Regions from separate parts of the Hordeum vulgare genome. Here region 2 is linked to region 1. Evidence: chromatin contacts called from public Hi-C data. All regions are on one chromosome and are shown on one strand. Each heading gives the region's core, a stretch centred on a gene start, on an enhancer-like site or on the middle of the called end of the contact. The rest is flanking DNA. Distances are from core to core; before and after follow the strand shown. Region 1 holds the start of LOC123398047 (aspartic proteinase Asp1-like). Region 2 holds the start of LOC123398711 (transcription factor RHD6-like).

Evidence for each region. Hi-C and Micro-C count contacts between places; a contact is called where the count stands out from the background.
Region 2: a contact with region 1 is called in a Hi-C map of leaf, with 3 times the contacts expected there. The contact joins the promoter of LOC123398711 here to the promoter of LOC123398047 in region 1. A contact is called at or near these places in 3 of 6 Hi-C or Micro-C datasets (leaf and seedling) and 1 of 1 datasets of contacts at active chromatin or transcription factors (embryo).

The regions. Positions count from the first base shown.
Region 1 is chr5H:241,798,959-241,803,111 of MorexV3_pseudomolecules_assembly, forward strand. It overlaps LOC123398047 (aspartic proteinase Asp1-like), which reads left to right and starts at 1,507. Exons shown (of 9, transcript XM_045092560.1): 1 at 1,507-2,313; 2 at 2,541-2,658; 3 at 3,193-3,428; 4 at 3,518-3,751. The coding sequence starts at 2,147.
Region 2 is chr5H:242,101,431-242,105,415 of MorexV3_pseudomolecules_assembly, forward strand. LOC123398711 (transcription factor RHD6-like) reads right to left here and starts at 2,597. Exons shown (of 7, transcript XR_006610240.1): 1 at 2,409-2,597; 2 at 2,166-2,319; 3 at 942-1,023; 4 at 788-853; 5 at 581-646.

The DNA of each region.
Region 1 (4,153 bases), core at 257-2,756:
TCCGTACTTCATATAATCCTTTTTAGAGATTCTAATACAAACTACTCCCTCCGTTTCTAAATATAAGTCTTTTTAGAGGTTTCACTAAAAGACTACATACGGATGTATATAGACATATTTTAGAGTGTAGATTCATTTATTTTGTTCCGTATATTGACCCCTAGTAAAATCTTTAAAAAGACTTATATTTAGGAACGAAGGGAGTATATAAAAAGTAAAATGAGTAAACCTACACTAAAGTACGTTTACATACTTTTGCATGTAGTTTATATTAAAATAAAAAAAAGTCTTAGACACTGATTGGATTGTCGTTTCTTAGAGCTAAACCCCTATAAAATATAGATGCCGTTTTTTTAGCAGCTGAAAATTATGCGTGGCAGGTAATTTACACCTGTAAATTATATACAAGTGTATAAATATACACCCATTCCAAACGGGGCGTTATATTTAGGGCCTGTTTGGGACTGCTCTACTCCTTAAAATTCAGCTCTGCTTTAGAAAAGACAAGTCAAACGGGGTAGCTTCATGATATGCCGCTCCATAAAAAAACTAGAATCTAGGGTAGAACTTAAAAGTTTTTGTGAAGCTCCTCACAGGGTGCTCCAAAAAACTCTAGAAGCTGGAGTTGGGGGGAAATTACCCACCACTGCCACAAGTAAGTGGATACCCGTTCATTTCTTTCCCCTCAACCAATCAAATAGATTCTTTTCATCAGATTTTCTATTTTTGAAGCTGGAGCTAGATGGGAGCCAAACATTCTCTTAATAGTGCTATAGCTTCTGTATGAAACTGCTTTAAAGTGAATTTGATGAAGTGAAGTTGATTTTGATGAATTGAAGCAGTCCCAAACAGGCCCTTAAAAGCATGAAACTGTCACCGAGCCCATGGCCAGCCTGCCCTGTTGTCTGAACTGAAGAAGCACATCCCTAGCAAGGACACCTTCAAATTCAGTTATTCAACGGTCCAAACGGGACGTTGTATTTAAAAGCGAAGGGAGGGAGTACGTACTACTCCCTCCGTTCCTAAATATATAAGTCTTTTTATAAATTTCACTAAGGAGCTACATACGGAATAAAATAAGTGAATCTACACTCTAAAGTGAATCTACACTCTAAAGTATTTCTATATACATCCGTATGTAGACCTCTAATGAAACATCTAAAAAGATTTATACTTAGGAATGGAGGGAGTAGTTCAAGTGCCGCCTCTTTGCTCGAAAAGTAGCATGAAGCTGTCACCGAGCCCATGGCCAGCCTGCCCCGTTGTCTGAACTGAAGAAGCACACCCTAGCAAGGACACCTTCAAATTCAGTTATTCAACGGTCCAGATCGTGTGAAGGCAGTCAACGGCTTGGATGGACCTAGGCGATCATTGAAGTTTAAACTCTAATTACCCATGTGTAACCGTGAATCATCTTTACCCTTTTTTTTTTGGTTGCTGATTCGTACTGTTTTGACTTGAGAGGAAAGACCAATCACACTATAGTTATGTTTTTTTTTTTTGCGTGTTACACTATAGTTATGGTTAAAGGAAAATCGAAGAGTTGCAGGATGTTGGAAGACCAAAGATACCTTTTCCTATATAATAGGTAAAACTATCCCCTCTCTCTGGAGGTTCACCTCTTTCCTTATAATTCCGGCAGCATCTCTCAATCCATCATTGCCACATACTCCTAGGTAGTAGAGAAATGATGCAAAGCTGATAAACCAGGCAATACCTTTCTCCACCGAATCAACCAAAAGAAAAGGGAAAGAAGGCTCGGCAGCATACTCCTACTTGACTTGACTTGACTTGACTTGACTTGGGGTGAAGTGAAAAGGCCGCCGGAAAGAAAGGCAACAAGAATAAACCGGAGCGCAAGCCTTTTCTGTTCCTTGCTTGCCGCAGCCAAAGGGAAACTTTTCCACAGAAGCTTCCATCGCAAATTCGCAATACAATACACACGCACGCTGCTTCTTCTTCTTCTTCTTCTTCTTCTCTCCCTATCTATCCCCTATAAAACCCCATTCGCTCTTGCCATCCATCCCCATCCATCCTTCCCTCCCTCCCCTTCCCCTGAGCTGTGCTGTGAGGGTGGGGGGCCGGGGGCAAACCAAACCGTTCAATCCGTCCGAGTCCATCCTCTTCTCAGGCCTCGGCTCCTACCATGGCTTCCAGGTGGGCCCCGCTGCCGGCCGGCCTCCTCCTGCTCCTGCTGCTGGCGGTCCTGCTGCCGGCGCGCGCGGACAGGCCGGCGAGGACCGCCCACGCGGACGACGACCCGGAGGCCTCCTCCGCCGTCTTCCAGCTCTACGGCAACGTCTACCCCCACGGGTATGCCGACCCGACCCATCAATCAACTGATTGTGGATTTTGGCCCTACTCGCCCATAGATCTCTGTGCCCATTTTTGTACTATGCCAATTCCAGCATTTTTATCCTTTTTTGTTTTGTTTTGCCTTGTTGGTGAATGTAGCAGTGTACCTAATTTTATTTTATCGATTAACGAGTCTGACACAAAGTTGCCGTGGCGATTTTCTTGGATGGCGCTTCCTTGTGCAGGCTCTACTACGTGGCCATGAGCATCGGCAACCCGGCGAAACCATACTTCCTTGACGTCGACACCGGCAGCGACCTCACCTGGCTGCAGTGCGACGCCCCCTGCGTCAGCTGCTCCAAGGTAGGGCTACCATTCCCTCTCCTTCCTTTTTTTCGAACCGGGCTCCTTCCCTTTCCATTACTTTCATAACGGAAATACAATCCCTCTCCTTCCTTGTTTGTCCAATCCAATTTCCTGCCATTGGACCCTCTTGACTAGACGCCCTTGTCTTGTCACTGTTGCCTGTTCCAGCTGTTCAAGGCATCATATATTTCGGTACAAAAGTTACAGCTTGATTTTCTCTTTATACATGCATATCCATATCCATGGATATAATGAATTCAGTGCAAATATGATCCATCAATTTCATGCATGCTTAAGTTTAATTGCCCCATTTACTTTGCTGGCCCAGGACCAGTATAGTATGTTAGTTTACCGTGGTCAAGTCTATTATTGGCATGGGTTCAGAGCTTTGCATTTGGCCAATTTTATTACCGTCTTCAAGTCTGATTCCTTTATTGTTCGAGATTTCATATGTGTGAAAGCCAAATTTGGTATCACCTTCCTCGTCAAGGATTCTTACCATGTTCTGCATGTTAATAATGGTGGGTGTAGGTGCCACACCCGCTCTACAGACCAACAAAGAACAAGTTGGTACCCTGTGTTGATCAGCTGTGCGCCTCTCTGCACGGTGAGCTGAGTAGAAACCACAAGTGCGACTCACCCAAGCAGCAGTGCGACTATGAAGTTAAGTATGCCGACCAGGGTTCATCACTTGGGGTGCTCGTCAACGACACTTTTGCGGTCCGCCTTGCGAATGCCTCCGTTGTCCGCCCCAGCCTTGCATTCGGGTATGCTAACCTCACTTGGAACTTGTAAAGTAGTAAAACAACATTGCATGGTGAGTCACTTGAACTGCTGCTTATTTTCTTGCCTTCAGGTGTGGGTATGACCAGGAGGTCGGGAGCAGCACCGAGGTGGCGCCCACTGATGGTGTGCTTGGGCTTGGGAGTGGATCCATCAGCCTGCTTTCACAGCTCAAACAGCATGGGATCACCAAGAACGTGGTTGGCCACTGCCTCAGCATGAGAGGAGGGGGATTCCTCTTCTTTGGGGATAATCTCGTGCCTTATTCACGTGCAACATGGGTACCAATGGCTAGGAGTGCATTCAGGTGAGCCCTATTTTCGATGATTTTTTTTTGTCACACTATATATTGCAGAAAGAACAAATACTCATTGCCTGCTTGTAATAATGTTAAAAAATAGGTGTGTATCTCACTTTTTAAACACTAACGTGTAATTGACTAGTCGCTCACAAACTATTGTGGAAAGGATCTAAATGAATTGCAAAACTGTATAGTATAATGACATTAACATGCTATATTTTTCTTGGAAATCACTACCAATTATATACGTACTTCACAGTTCTGAGTTGGGACTAAAAGTGATCAACGTAAGAAGTAGAGAAAAAGTGATCCCCATGCACTTCCACATTGGGTTTTTATGCGGGCCGGAAAAAAAAAGACAGTCAAGAATTTTCTGTTATAACTAATGTTCAAACTTCATGCCTGTCG
Region 2 (3,985 bases), core at 1,347-3,846, 300 kb after region 1:
TTTCACATATGAAATGCACATTGCGTTATGAAGATGCAAAAAGGAGATGCATATTAGACACTTGCAATATCCTAAGGTTTGTTTAGAAAATGTGAGTGGTGACGACTAAGGAACAAGTGTGTGCTGCTCTATACTTTTTTTTGCTTTACGGAACCAAAACTGGTCCAGAACAAGAGATACATTCAGTAAGCTTCAGCAGGCACTGACTGGTCCAGGACGATAACAAAAACAGGAATACAAACTTTGGTAGGAGTACTAACATAAATTCAAGTCCTTCTTTCTTCTGTATTAATTTAGGGACCAAATAATACATCGTAACTCATGTTCTACTCCAAATATTATTCAGTCAGCATAATTCTAATATTAGTACGATCGTGCAAGGATATAATAACACAGTAGAATTATCATGTTCACTTTAAATAAGACCCAATCTACAGAAAACTAGGTATTGCAGCAACAAACTATTGCAGAGTTCATCACCATGAAATTATGAACCAAATTTCTTGTAAGACACATCACGATCACACACAGAGTTCCTAGGGGATAAAAGGCCTAATGCAACCATGTCATTTGGGCTTACCTTGATCTGTAGCTGCAAAAACTTAAGGTAGAGGACTGCCTCCTCGAGCATAGTGCTGAGATCCACCTATGAAGAAATTTCACAGCAGTCAGAAAGTACTAATGCCAATAACTAGCTCAATCTGCAGCTCAGTTTGCTTCCTAGATTTTTCTTTTTTGAAAAGGAGTTTGCTTCATACATAGAGTAGGAAAAATAGGATGGACTCACTTTGGTTCCGTTGGGCACCAGCTTCTGCAAAACCCAAAGCTTGTCGTTGATCTTCTCCCTTCTTCTCTGCATTGCACAAAACAAAAGTCTGAACCAGTCCACTGAAACGGTCACATTGAATTGACCTGCAGGGCTGCACATGCATTCACATCACCTTTGCATACAAGTTCTGGGGGTCGCTCGCCGGTCCGTGGCCGGCCCGAGCTTTCACGATGCAGACGACTCCGACGTTCCATCTGCCAAGACAACAATCATGTTTTCATACCAAGTTGAAAATATACTCCAAGTAAAGATTAAGATTGTGTGAAAATAAATATCCTCTGCCGGTCCATCTACCAGTCAAGAAAAAAAGTAAAGACAATATCAACATTTAACGCTTTGACGATCGTTAATTACAGCTCATAATAGCACAGAAACAGAGCATACTACATACACATCCTCCTGCCCCAATCAAACCTGTCATGGATCAGAATGCTGATCAGGCTACGCCATCACCAGAAGGAAAACAGACACACAAGCAGAGGAGGTTTTCTCGACGTCGAGCGAGGATAAGCACGCCCGAGCGGACATGTTAGCAGGCGATGGCGTTCGAGCAAGCAGCGCTGGTTTCCTCAATGTGTTGTGGTGCCAGCGTCGTCGCGTGGGTGTTGGATTTATAGACTCTGAACCTGTCTCCCCTCTGCTTCTATCTAACCACCACCACTACTCTACAGTAAAACTGTAATCCTGTTCTTGAGCTCTATCTGGTCCAGCCTAGTTGATGCTACTGTATCCAGGTCCATGACAAAACCCAGTCTCCAACTTGAAAATTGGAATCGAGCAGCTTCAACTTTTCAAGGAGCAATCAGACAGTGTGCATGTGCCTTCCAATGTACACGGGCCCAGGTTCCACTCGGGGGGGTGACCGACGAAGTGTCGGCACGGCCACACGAGCAGGCAGGCCGTTGTTGCGGCACAGCTTGCCGAGGTGGAATTTGTCAAACGACATAGGGAATTTGAGGGGTTGATGGAGATACGCCTTGTCCCCCCTGTGAAAAAGGGATCAAGCTTTCCACGATTGAACGGAAGCTGATGCTGTTGCAAAAGGTGCATGGAAACTATGGTCTTCCTAGTGGACAGGAGAAATCGGATAACCATCACAGCCAACAGTTTCAAAGGAATAATCACCTAAGCTTAGCCGCTATGTTCATGTGCGTCGCGTCCCGGAGGAATCTGGGAACAACAAACTGATCAAAAGGGCGGCGCCGAACCAAACCCTAGCGGCGACCGAGAAGGACGGAACGGAGAAGCGGGGGCCTCCGGGGACCGACCCGGCGGAGAACCCTAGAGCGAATCGGGATGGAGGGGGCAGGGGGAAAGCGGGGAAGGGGAGTGGAACCTTGGCCTCGTAGAGGAGGGGCCCGTGGTAGGCGAGCACCTTCTCGCCCTCCGTGAAGGAGACCGAGGCGCCCTTGCCCTTGTCCCCGTCCTTCCCTCCGCCGCTGCTCGTGGTCGTGGTCGTGTTGGAGCTGACGTCCATCGGATCCAGCGATCTGACAACGAGGTCCACCACGGGTGAGGGTTGCTGGCGCGAGAGATGGATCTGACGGGAGGGGAGGAGAGAGTGGCGCGAGGGGACCACGGAGGTGTGCTGCGCAACGGCGAGAGCCGCATCAACTCGCCGGAATCGAGCGACATAGGTGACGGCGGCAGAGGAGTCGTGGGAGGGGGACAGAGAGAGGGCTCGCGGTGGGAGAAGGGGGCTAGTGGTTTTCTTTAGATTAGGTCAAACGAGAGACATTGGATCCGTAGGGTGTGGAAGGCCTAGATCGGCTACAATGTGGTGATCGGTGGGAGGGTGCTTTCTACCTCGTGATTGGTTCAAAATATGTGTCATTGAAAATGGTTTTTAGTGCTATAAACACAAGAAATTTTGTGAAGCAGCTACCAAAAATAATTTACAAAATAACAACATTAAAAATTTTACTAACGTTAGGCCATGTCTTATGGATGATCACCAACGTGTATGCACTTGTGATATTTCTAGCTATTTTCAGTCATTCAAATGGTTTTCTATCGAATCACATGGAACCGGGTTCACAAACTAGGTTGAGGTGGGATAGAATGGATCCACGAGTGACATGTCAACATAGTTAGAACATGTTAAGACATTTTTATAATCGTCGTAGAAGTTATGACGGTCTCATCTTATGCAGTTACGACGTTTTTGACTAACATCGTCGTAATTTATATGTAGATTTGATCCCCTCAAACGGGTTACGACAATCTCGGATGAAATCGTCATAGATTTATGACGAATTCATCAACGACGTCTTAAAAAACATCATGTATGAGCATATTTCTTGTAGTGGGGGCATGGCCCCTTACGACCGAAGCAATCTGACTCCAATGGTATGTTCCTTCATTGAGTATGTTTCTTGTATTTCTTTGATTTCTATCCGACATCTGATGCCGGATGCCGGCTACACCCTCAGTTATTCGAGCCCTATGAAAGTCTATTGGCAGCCGACTGCCGACCTGGAGGTGTCGGACCCCGTCCAAATCGAGGATGGGGACGAGGTGGAGCTTCAATCTTCTTCCTCCGAAGATGTGTAAAGGGTGGCGGAGTCGGAGGGCACCGAGCCGGCTGGTGAGTTTTGTCGGCGTTCTGGGAATGGGGATACCCAGACCTCCCTGCAAGTGGCACAGGACCGACCCACTTCATCAAGCAAACCAACGGGCTTGGCACCACTCAAGGCAAGGCCGTCGTGAGGGGCCAAGCCTCACGAGGAGGAATGGCATCAAGACCCGCAGGGGCCTCTTGAGGACCCCTCCGAAGCAGCGAATATTCGGAGGCGAGGCCCGACCTCATGAGTCAAGGATGACGCAAGGGAAGGACATGCGAGCAGCAGACAGCGGAGCAGAGCAGTTTCCCCTTTAGTGCAAAGGGGGGCAAGGACATACCAGGGTTACAAAGGCATCTTTCAAAGGTTTCCCTTGTGGTGCAACAAGGCCGTCGCTGCCCACCAGCAGGACAGACGCCATCCCCGGACCCGTCCCTGCAGCGCGGGCAGCCACTTTGCATGAGAAGACCACCTTTGGGCAGGGGAGCATGTTCCCGTGTCCCCCTTCATAATTGGCCAATGTGGGATCCCTTCCCATCGAAACGATAAGGGAAGAGGACCGGGGCCGCCATTATATATAGGGGATAGGTTGCTC